Regions from separate parts of the Rattus norvegicus genome. Here region 1 is linked to region 2. Evidence: chromatin contacts called from public Hi-C data. All regions are on one chromosome and are shown on one strand. The core of a region is the stretch at or near the end of the contact, and the rest is flanking DNA. Distances in the headings are between cores, read along the strand shown. Region 1 overlaps LOC120097420 (a long non-coding RNA gene). Region 2 holds the start of Cenpu (centromere protein U).

Evidence for each region. A called contact is a pair of places that touch in the nucleus more often than the background predicts.
Region 1: a Hi-C map of liver shows a contact between it and region 2, with 6 times the contacts expected there. The contact joins the enhancer-like site here to the promoter of Cenpu in region 2. A contact is called at or near these places in 12 of 12 Hi-C or Micro-C datasets (the A7r5 cell line, the Rat2 cell line, Schwann cells and 7 more) and 1 of 1 datasets of contacts at active chromatin or transcription factors (oligodendrocytes).

What each region holds. Positions count from the first base shown.
Region 1 is chr16:52,701,763-52,707,907 of GRCr8, forward strand. LOC120097420 (a long non-coding RNA gene) reads left to right here. Exons shown (of 3, transcript XR_005494792.1): 2 at 1,342-1,415; 3 at 4,627-5,187. Among named protein-coding and RNA genes, the nearest start is that of Helt, 19 kb to the right of the region's middle. Within about 2 kb of position 4,664, at least 5 of the 93 cell types and tissues checked have an H3K27ac peak or open chromatin away from gene starts, as enhancers often do. A contact at or near this core is called in liver, where this site is marked.
Region 2 is chr16:52,469,197-52,475,096 of GRCr8, forward strand. It overlaps Cenpu (centromere protein U), which reads right to left and starts at 2,466. Exons shown (of 13, transcript NM_001025673.1): 1 at 2,199-2,466; 2 at 458-506. The coding sequence starts at 2,239.

The DNA of each region.
Region 1 (6,145 bases), core at 3,414-5,913, 230 kb after region 2:
CAAAGCCACAGACAGCAGATTTTCTCGAATCAGAGGTACAGGCAGTTGAGAGTCCCCTGGTGTGGGTTCTGGGAACCAAAATCTAGAAGAGCAATACATGCCCTGGACCACTGGACCGTCTCTTTGGCTCTTCTATGATTTAAAAACAGTTCATCAAGTGCTGTGTTAAAGAATTACCCAAGTGTATGTGTTCAGGACTTCCCTGAGCCTTTCTTGAGCTCTCCGGCACTGCAGCTTTCCAGAAAGAATGGAGGTACGCACATACTAGAATGTGGTTTGGTTTGTAATTATGCCTTTCCACAAAGCTGGTCTTACATCTTTGGGAAACATAAAGCTCAAATGAGCAACCCATATCAGACCATGGAGCTGAGCCTGGAAAGATTGAGTGGAATAGGATCCAACACTTGGACGTGTCCCCTGTACCCTTGTACCCTGCATCGAGGTCAGTAATGGCTTTCAAGTCGGACCAACCCTTTTGGGAAATCTCACTACAAACTAGAAACAAACTGAGAAGAGCTTTGGTCAGTGAGTCTGTAGCCATCGAGAGTATGTGTGTTGCGGGGTGTCCTGGTGGCAACACCTCTGCAAGATACATTCTCACCTAGCGCAGGTGAGTGGTCCCTACGAGCCCCAGACAAGACAGCAACCCTCCTCACCAGGTCTCAGGCCTCCTGTGTTCCTGGGAACAGGGACACACTTGAGCCATCATGCCTGTGTGGCAGGCTTACTAGCCCCTAAAGGTATGCATGGCCCTAGTCTCCAGAACTGTAGACCTTTAATTTCCATGTCAAATGGACGTTGTAGCTTGGATTAAGGGGATTGCAATGGGCAGGAGGGTTCCTTAATTATCTAAGTGGGTTCAGTGTGATCACAAGTAGTGATGATGGAGGTGGTGGAGGTGGAGGTGGTGGTGGTGATGGTGGTGGTGGTGGTGGTGGTGGTGATGGTGGTGGTGGTCATGGTGGTGGTGGTGGTAGTTGTGGTGGTGGTGGTGGTAAAGGTGATAACAGTGGTGGTGGTGGTGGTCATGGTGGTGGTGGTCATGGTGGTGGTGGTGGTAGTTGTGGTGGTGGTGGTGGTAAAGGTGATAACAGTGGTGGTGGTGGTGGTGATGGTGGTGGTGGTGGTGGTGGTGGTGGTGGTGGTGATGGTGGTGGTGACAGAGATGTGCTTTGGAGAAAGGTGCAAGGATTACCCTAAGAATATAAATATCTGAAAAATAATCTCCTTTGAAGCCTTCACAGAACAGCAACTCTGCAGTTGGCATAAGTGAAATTGATTTAAAATTCTAAATCTGTGTCATTTGAAGCTATTCCTGGTGTTCACAGCACTCTTTTACAGAAACAGTGGAGAATGGATATTCATAAGACGAGACCACCCTTGTTCACTTGGAAACAGCTGGGCCACCAAGACAGGTGAGTGCACTGGAGGGCCTGCTCATACAGTGCTGTTGGGAACTGCCCGGAAGCTTCTTTGGAACACTGTCCTCTGATACACTTCACTTGGAAGGAGTTGGGGAAGCCAAGTCCTGTACTCAGGAACATCTGTTGCTCCTGTGGAGTCCGTAGAAAGTGTGAGACCACACCTATCTGTACGGCCCTCAGTGACTCCTTTCTTTGGAAATAGCATAACTTAGCCAATGTAGAGTCAAGTCAATCGAGTGAGGGCTGCCTGGAAACCTGATACACTTGTTCTTTTAAAGCATTGCAAAATCTCAAGGGTGTGCTTTCTCATATGTTCTAGAACCCCTTGATCAGATTTAATTAACATGGTTGACGTATCTAGTACTTGAGCAACTCAGCCTGTGCCTCAGGTTGGACCACCAAGGCTACTGTTGATGCCTGGCCCTCCTCTCCAGCACACGCTTTGGACCACCACACAACAGAGTTGCATACAGCAGTGGTGTCATAGAGCTTGGATTTCTTGTATCTCAGTTGAATGTTACCTAATATTCTAACTTCAAATAACGAGCAGCTAAGACAGAGACACTGTCATCAGATGCCCTGGCCTCCAGGAAGTCCACGCGGATGCAAGATGTATTGTGGAGATTTCGGGTATTATGGTCCTCGTTTTTGACAGCAAGGCACTGTGACCCATTTGACAGTTAGGTGCTATGGGTTAGATGACAATGTAGTGAGTCAGGCTACGTGGATTTGGTCACAAAGTCATAGACCCAGCATCTTTCTTCCATTTGTCTTCAACTTAACCCATGCCCTGTTGACTTGCATAATTCGCCAATTTATTAGATAGTTCATCCAATGAAAGTCTTGCTTACGTTTTATGCAAAAGAGCAAGGTCCTCAGAGTCTCACGTGTGAACAGAAGACACTGACATTTGATGAGCAGGCTGCACAGTGGGTGAGACATACAACGGCCATTTTCAAATGATGACTCTATTACTGAATATAACCATGGGAGTGCTGAAGGGATTGGTGCCTGGGTAACTTGATGAACTACTCCAGTCTGTGAGAAATCCATATAAATACATCTCGGTTCTAACAAACAGCCCTAGGAATAGAAGAATATGTGGGTGGGTGTGCTGGTGGTTGGCAGAAATATTAAGTGTGAACGGGTGAGTGCTTTCGAGGGGCTTAAGCCCTCACAATGTTATTATAGAAGACAATATGAATATTTTCTAAAATTCAGTGTACTGTATCATAATAGCAAAATAATTGTGACTATAGAGTCAAAATAATTAAAGTGTACGTAAAACACAGAGGGCCATAGGAGTATTTTTAATGGTGAGGGCCCACACTGTTTTTGAAGGACTCTAGTTCAGTTCTTAGCATCCATGTCTGGGGACTGACAACCACCTGTGCCTCCAGCCCCAGGAGAAGTGACCCCCCCCCTCTTCTGGACTCCACAGGCTCGTCTACTCACATGTACACATAGCCCACACACACAGACATCATTTAAAATCAGAGATATTTTTAATGTGCAGAATAAGAATAAAGTAAGAATTAAACTAGAAGTGATGGGAAAACTTTATATTATACACAAATTTAGGTTTTAGTTTAGCCATTAGAAATTACCAGTGGGGACTGAGAAGAAAGATAGTTCCACAGAAAGTTATCCAAACTAAAGTAGTATGCTAACAGAAATTTTTTTTTTCATTTAAAATTCTGAGGTAGAGTTTCTGGTGATAAATGTGACTTATTGGTTCCTAAATATATTCATCCATAAGGGAACTATACTACTTCTAGCCTGATAGCTTTTAAACAAAGCTGAAGCTAAGCCAGGAGTGGTAGTGCATGCTTTTAATCCCAATAGTTAGAAGGGAGAGGCCGGCAGATCTCTGTGAGTTCCAGGATAGCCAGAGCTGTGATACAGAGAAACCTGGGTCTGGAAAAACCAAAAAATGAAATAAAATAAAAAGTAGAGGGGGGTTGGGGATTTAGCTCAGTGGTAGAGCGCTTGCCTAGGAAGCGCAAGGTCCTGGGTTCGATCCCCAGCCCCGAAAAAAAGAAAAGAAAAAAAAAGTAGAAATAAATTAAGGCTAACATAATAAATATTGTGAGACAAAGCTGAATCTCAGTGAATGAAGCCTTGCCGGAAAATTCTGCTTGCAGCAAAAGGCGTCCTGTTCAATATGAGTGGTAAATTTAGTCAACTACAAAGCGCGCTAAATTCAATGAATCAATCATTAGGCAAGTGGCGCGTTTACAGATGAAACACTGACCAAACGGTTTTCACTAAATTTCCCGAAAACCTTTCATATCCTTGTAAGCACAAGAGACCTGATTATGTAGGAGAGCTGCTGGCAACCAACAGTAAACTTAGTATGAACCAGCCATGATATCCCAACAGCTGTTGTACTAATGATTACTGACGCAGGTCCATGACAGTTTAAAAAACCCAAATGAGCCTGTGTTCCACAAGCAGGCCATCTATGTCCGAGGTTCTCAACCTGTGGGTCGCCCCCCCACAGGGTTTCCCTAAGACCATCAGAAAACACAGAATCATATTTACATTATGGTTCATCACAGTAGCAAAACTACAGTAATGAAGTAACAGCAAAAACAATTTTGTGGTTGGGGGTCACCAGGACATGAGGAACATGTATTAAAGGGTCGCAACATCAGGAAGGTGGAGAGCCACTGATCTTTGTAGCTTCTCAGTGCCACTACAGGTCGCCATGGAAAACAGGTTCAGCTGTTCCTTGTTCTGGAGGCTATAACGACATGGAGCTGAGAGTCGAACCATGGTGTTTGTACCCTGACTTTCTGTAGAGTTTGTTGTGTGGCTGACCTTGCCCAGGTCCAGATCCTGTTTCTGTTGTCTTCTCCGTCTCTCTCCCTTGCCTGTAAGGACACCAGCCAGGCTGGGTTAATGGCCTGTCCCTGCTCCAATAGGACCTCATTTTAACTAATTACATCTGTCGCAGCTCTAGTTGAAAGTAAGCCTGGGACGGGACATGATGCAGATAGGATGCAGTGCAACCTGTAGCAGCCGTGGCTGGCACTTCCCAGACAGCTCAGTCAGTGAAAGTTACTTCAATCAGTTCTCCTCTACCTCCTTAGTCTTTCTTTTCGAATGTACTTTAAAACTATATTTAGGGGCCAGGAGGTAGTTCCGTGGGTGAAGTACTTACAACGGCACAAATATGGACGCGAGATTTCTTCCTCAGAACCCATACATAGCTTGAGGCAGCTGCCCACGTCTGTGATCTTAGCGCCCCCTACCGGGAGACGGAAGGCAAAGGCATGAAGACGTTCATGGGCCTCTCGGCTTAGCCTACGAAGCAGGGAGCATGAAGACTTCATTTCAAAGGAGGTAACAAGCAAGAACTGACACCCAAGATTGTCCTCTGACCACATCGATGTGTCTACGCAGCTCGCACAACGGCAGGTGCGCCCATGCGAGCACGCAAACAAACGCATAAGACTTTAAAAAAAAACTTTTTGAATGATAGATTATACACACTCACCCAACTTACTAATACAGAAGCAGTTTTATCTGGATTTAGCTTGGGAAAGTCTGGCTAAAATCAGGTGTACCACAACCCCATCCCCTTTACTAGTCTGCTTGTGGTCTAATCCTATAGTCCTTATTTTCTAAGGGGGGGGGGTCTCAGGTTAATCTAGTTTCATTGTTTTCCAATGAAATTCTGTGGCATCCTGGAAAACACACGTATTTACTATAATGTTCTTCAAGGTTCATTACACAAATAAACTCGAGGGTGAGAAGACCTTCTTCTCCTTGAATGTGTCAATTTGGGGGTGGGAAATTTTTCACTGACTGCCAGAGCTAAAAAGGGGAAGGCTGTCGTGAACTTGGGTGGAAAGGTCTGTAGAGGGCTCTGATTTCTGGTGGAAAGCCAGGGTCAAGGATGAGAATAAATAGAGAACTGGGTAGAAAAAAGACCCAGCCCGTTTTCTGGCACTACCAGATCGGGGTTAGGAAGGACATGAAGATTTCATATGAAAACATTTTCACGGAAAGCTGACAATTGAAGACAGAGACACCTTCGCACAAGACGGTCCTTCCTTATTTCCTTTCTTGTAATTCAATGTCACAATTAGAAATCTGAAACCAAGACCAGAAAAGGAAGCAGCCCAGAGTTGGCACTGGCCAGGTAACATCCCCGAAGCTGAGGAGAAAGAGCCGGGCCAGGAAGTGTAGATTCCTGGTACCAGCTTCTCTCCTGCCTTGTCTCCAGAATGGGCAACAGGACCCAGAGCTTTGGAGTCCATTTTTGAAGAACAAACCAGTTGTCGAGAGCATATAGAATTAAGAAATATTCAGGACAGGAGGAGACTTTTCTCCTTAGAGGCAGACGTGTCTGAGATGTGTAGGAGGAGGTGAGAGACTGAGGGCTGGGGGAGGTGGGAACCCGACAGGAAGCCATGTTCACAACAGCAAAAGAGGAAAAACTACCGACGAGTGTGGGACGGCCAGGGATTCTCAGTAACTGTCATGGAGGAACTGGAAGGGATCGGGACTCCACAGAGGAACATCCGTCAACTAACCTGGGCCCTTGGGGGTTCCCAGAAACTGAACCTCTGACCAAAACGCATACAAGGGCTGGACCTAGCTACCCCCAGATGTGGCAGATGTACAGCTTGGTCCCCCAACAACTGGAGCAGGGGCTGTCCCTGACTCTGTTGCCTGCCTGTGGACCCCATTCCCCTAACTGGTCTGCCTTG
Region 2 (5,900 bases), core at 1,216-3,715:
AAAAATAATATCTAACTAGCTTCAGAAGAGAAGATGGCTCTAAAATGTTAACGAAGTTCCTTTTCTCCACCACGCTGGATAAAACGCTTTTTAAAGCTGCTATAAAAAATGTTTGTCAAGTGTGGAGGCAGAGGCTAAGGTGGTGATGGTGGCCCAGCACTCAGGAGACAGATACAGGTGGATTTCTGTGAGTTCAAGGCCTAGACCAGTCTACACAGTGAGTTCCAGGAGAGCCAAGGCTATAGAGAAACCTTGTCAAAATAAGAGAGAGAGAAAGAGAGAGAGAGAAGAAGGAGGAGGAGGAGGAGGAAGAGGAGGAAGAAGAAGAGGAGGAGGGAGAGGAGGAGGAGGAGGAAGAAGGAAGGCAAGTTTAAGAAAAGTCTATAAAAATGTGATTCCCACAAAATGATAGCTTTCAATGGCTTAAGAAAAAACCACATTAACAAAGATTACTTACCTGTTTCCTGGAATTTGTGCTTCCCAATGTGTTCCTTGAACGTTTTGCACTATTAAAACACAGATGACAAAAATTTAAAAGGGAAACTAGGAGGCATTTTAAGTAAATGGGAATAAACTGTGATCCTTCCCAGACAAGCCTTTCCAAATTATCTTCCTTAATGCTCACCCAGCAGAGTGGAAGCCATTACAATAAATCACTGGAGACACCTATCACTTTGTAAACCATCTCAGTTGTATTAGGTTACAATATAAAAGATTTATCGGCGCCACGCTCCCAGCATATAATGCCCCAGGAATTCTGGATGGGGTTGGGGGGGCAAGATTTCTCATTTCCAACCAACTCCGGCTTTAATTGATTCTCAGACCCGTACAGCATTTGCTTTGTGATAACCACAGACTGTGATTCTGGGTTCAGAAAGCTCAAGTGACTTCAGGATGGCCCCTGGAGACAGAAGTAGGTGGGAAAACCTGGAGGCATAAACTGCTTAGCCTCAACTCTTTCCATCTGTATCTTGTGTGCACTCCAAAAACAAAGAAATTTCCTTCTGCCTTTGGGCTGGAGTCCTGGAGCAGCTTCCAAAGGAAGGAAATCTCTATAGTAACCATTTATATAATCTCGCTGTATGCACCTGTGTGTTTTAGGAGTGATGGATGAACGGATTTCATAAATTTCAAACTTCAAGATGTTGAAACAAACAACACTGATTTAGCAGATCAAGTTTTAAGCTCCTTTCCCTTGCCCAGCGGTGGTGGCTCATGCCTTTAATCTCAGCACTTGGGAGGCAGAGGCAGGTGATCTCTGAGTTTATGGCCAGCCTGGTACAGCGTGAGCTCCAGGACAACCAGGGTTACACGGAGAAATTTTGTCTCGAACAACCAAAAATTAAAAGCACAAACCAGCATCCCCTGATAAGCTCCTTTGCCCTCTCCCTAAATTTCTTTGTTTTTAAAAGATTTTTATTTATTATATATGAGTACACTGTAGCTGTCTTCAGACACACCAGAAAAGGGCATCAGATCTCATTACAGATGGTTGTGAGCCACCATGTGGTTGCTGGGATTTGAACTCAGGACCTCTAGAAGAGCAGTCGGTGCTCTTAACCACTGAGTCCTTTCTCCAGCCCCCTAAATTTCTTTTTAAATCTTCCTCCCCACTGCTCCCTGAGTGTGGATCCCCACCAACTCTGTCCTGTGGTTAGCTACAAGCACCATCTTCCACAAGTAATCTTCCTACACAAGACCCGCTACGCAGGGGAGACCTTTCTATCCAGATCTCTACCAGGCTTTGGACACCAGACACGCCCAGAAGATCCTTCGCCAGGAGCTGGTCGAACTAATCTTTCGAAGCGGCTTAGTCACCTCTTTTCAGCGCACTTCTCTTTATAATAAAAAGATTCAGGCCGCACCCTGAATATCCTTTTAGGAATTAGGCAAGGCCAGTCCAAGCTCTAAAGAAACGGCTGCTTGGTCCCTCGCTAGAGATTTGGTTTGCATCAGAGACCATGTTTTCTATTATGAAAACAGCTGGGTCTTGGAAATAAAAAGCAATGACGACAGGCCAGAGATGATTAATATTTAATATTTGTCACATGAAGCGACGCTGGTGTCTGAGTTCCTCTACCACACAGCTTGACTCATGGAATTGTATCTCCTCCCCACGGTTCTAGGACCCGGGGCTGGGGGAATCTCTGGAACAGGTCAAGCCTATCCCGAGAGGATTTCGGGGCGGCAGCACTTACCCGGGGTCCCCCGAGTATCTCAAACTTCTCCGAGCCGCCATCCTACCATTCCCAAAACCCGGGATACCAAAACTCGCGCCTAGCCTGCCTTGCTCTGAACAGCCAATCAGAGCCTAGTCTTCTCTATGCTCCGCCTCTTCCGGGGCTGTCCCAGAGAGCCTTCTGGGCGAGAGCAGAATAAAACCTAGGCCTGGATAACACCCTGAAGCGGAGCGGAGTCCAAAGCAACCGGCTTAGCTGCCCCGGCTGTCCCTCCTACCCGATCTCCTGGTCACCGTTCCGGAATTTAGAACTCTCCGGCCTCTAGCGCGGGGAATGACCCCGAGCCGGAGTGGTTATGGGTGGACCCGAGCCAGCCGCCCGCCTATCGGAACTCCTGGGCTTCCGGGTGGCTTGTTAGCTGCTGGCTAACTGTCAAAACCTTCCCATTGCTAAATGGAGAAGCTGATTTTAGCTCCCTGTAGCAGCGGTTGAATGTGACACGCTATTTGTCCTCCATTCCAGGTTCTTTGTAAAGCGGGAAGGTCCCTTCTGGATCCATACTCATGATTTTGTTTTTAAAAATTTCTTGTGATACAAAAAAAAGAGTGAAAATTTGATTTAAAGGGGTCGAAGATTTAAGAGGTAAAACGGGGAAACAGAAGAAAACTGAGTCAAAACGTTGGACTTGGCAATGATTCTTTTTTAAGATTTATGTGTATGAATGTTTTGCATATATTTGCAAAAATGTTATACATTTATATATTATATACATTCATATATACACGTTGTGTGCATACTTGGTCCCTGTGGAGGTCAGAAGACCGCATCAGATACCCGGAAACTGGAGTTACAGATGGTTGTCAGCTTAGGAATGGAACTCAGGGTCTTTGGCAAGAGGCTCCAAATGACTGAGTCATGTCTCCAGCCCCAGCAATGATTTCTTGGTTAACCTAAAGCACAGTGGTGGTAAATGCTAGAGATGGGGTGATGGGAGAGATGGGTGGTTGTGCACAAAGGTGGATGTGTTTAAACACTTAAAAATGCTTAGAATGAAATATGGAAATTTTATGCTAAACATCTTATCACAATAAAAATATGCATGCAATCTAGTCTGGTGATGCATGCCTTTAGTCCCTGCAGAGGCAGAAGCAGGTGGCCTGGTCTACAGAGTGACTTCCAGGATAGCCAGGGCTATACAAACAAGCTGTCCCAAGCAAAGGTTATTTAACACTGTAAAAATAAAAAACACATTACTGAATTAGAACATAAACTATAGTTCCCAGGCTCTCCCATGAACGGTCCTCCCAACCTTAACTAGATTTTTTTATTTGTTTTTAGCATTTTTATGCTTTTCCGTTTTGATACGCTCCTGTGTATAATCATTGTATATTTCTATCTCTATAAATAACTTTTAGCAGGTTTTCTGCAAGTACCCTCACCAAAGCCATAATTTTAAAGTGTTACTTCTGCATGCAGCTACAGTTCATTAAGTAACTATTTGTATCACGTTTGTACTACGGTGCTATGGACACATCAGTTGCTTCCGTTTACTATTCCCAAGAGCACATCTACACACTCTTGTGCACACCTTCCAGGGCACGTGTCTGTGAGTGTCTAGGGACAGTCGGTAGAGATACCACTATGTAAGATGTGGTCCTGGTTTTGTGAACTGTAGACTGTTTCAACTCACCTCTCCCTCAACTCTGCATACTTGATGCATTTTAAAGAGTTTTACTCACCTGTCTACTGAGATGAAAAGCTTGTGTTTATGATTTACATTTCCCCTCAAGGTTATTCCTATTTCCTTGTCAGTGAACTGTGTGTCCACAATTACCCAGAAATCATTTGGGTGACTGCCATAGAAGGATAAATCACCTTGAGGGTATTGAAGGAAGTTCCTCACGGATGGGTAGAAATGGGCTTCCTGGAAGCAGGGAAAACTGGCATGCTTTGGAGAGCGGAGGCAACTCCATTTTCTGGGAAGGGGGATGTGGATAATGAACTTTTTATGCTTTGTACTTATAGCAGAAAGAAACCACTCAGTTACTAGAACAGGAAGGGATTCCTCCCTCAGGGGAAACAAGCAACACTCATCCAAACAGGTTTAAATCATTGAAGTTCTGAGTTTGTGTCACCAAAAATCCAAGGGTAGGATGTATGTCACACTGCTTTCTCGGTTTGATCCCAAGATGTGAGAGGTCACCGGAGCTCTGAGGACGTTTTCTTGACTTCTTGTCAACCTTAACCTCAGGCTGGGTTCTATACCACCACCACCAGCACCTCCACCTGGATGACCCAGGCATTGTTCTAAGTTTAATTCCTATCAGTTCATTGACCGCTCTAAATAACCCTCTGTGGTGGGCACTATAACCCCATTTTACATCTGCCAACACTAAGGAATAGCCCTGCCAATAGTTAATGTTTCTGCCTGCCTTTGCTTGACCCAGGGGTCTGGACCAGGTCTGTAACTGGCAGCTATGCTGAATCTCAGTTTTGAATCCCACCATTCATTCTTTCAGTGTGAAAGCCCAGAATTCTCAGGAAAAGGCCTGACATACATGTGCCTATCTGTGCTGCTCAAGTTTTTTCACAGGGCCTGACTGCATGCTAGGCAAACACTCTACAGTGGTGTTACCTCCCAGGCCCCCTTTTTTCCTTTTAATTTGAAGCATTTCATATTCTCACTTAAGTTGCTCAGGCTGCTTTGTGATCCTTCTGCCTCTGTCTCCTGACTAGCTGGGATCACCAGGCCAAGTCAGAATATTAATTGGCATGTTAGCCATAAACAAACAGCATTTATGGGCATAGATATGTAAACATTAACAACCATGTTAGTCAAAGCCAATACTTGTGGCTGGGAATAGACAATCTACTCCTTAACCTCCTGGAATCACATAGATCCCTACAGGAACCGGGTGCTAGGTATGAAGTGGGGAAATAGATGCTTTGAGATAGACAATTCAAACCCACTGCTTCCATAGCTAAGACAGACAATTCAAGCTGGTCACTAAGACTAAAATTCCCATCTATGTGTCTGAACACCTAGCCTCAGCTTTTCTCCACTCTGTGATGCTAATTTTCTTCAACACCCACAGAGTGCAGTGCATCTTGGGTTGAAGGAGAGGAGGTCAGAGGGCAGGAGCTCTTAGGTGATGTCTAGGGTGGTCATTAAAGCAAGCCACTGTATAACAGACTCCTCCTGGTTAGCTCTAGCCGATTGTATGGGAGAGCAGGCGTAGCGATTCAACCTGGAAACTTGGCTGTTTGTGTTGATGGTGGAAACCAGAGTGCCTTCCTGACCTTCCCAAGAGGTAAAGGCAGGGGACAGCCCAGCTTAGGGTAGGAAGAGTACAGAAGAGCTCACCTGTCCTAAGGCATTAGCAGAAATGTAGATGCTATAAGATGGCCGGTTAATCGAAGGGTCAGGAGATGGGGGAAGGGGCTACAGTCAAGGAGGGTCCAACCACGAGAAAGGACTCAACCATGAGAACTATCCCATGAAGGGAATGGCGGCTGTATTGTAGGGAGGTCAAGGCAGTGGTTTCTAGCTCAAGATGGCAGCTGTGTTGGGTTGTGCCTTTCCCACCACTGTCTGCCTCTGTAAATGTTGGCTGAATTCACCAGCCTGGATGCATAGGAGCTCATGGGCAATGGAAGTTCATATTCAGTGGGTGCAGTGGGATAGGAGTGGAAAGGGGGTGGAGGACGCAGAGTGGAGAC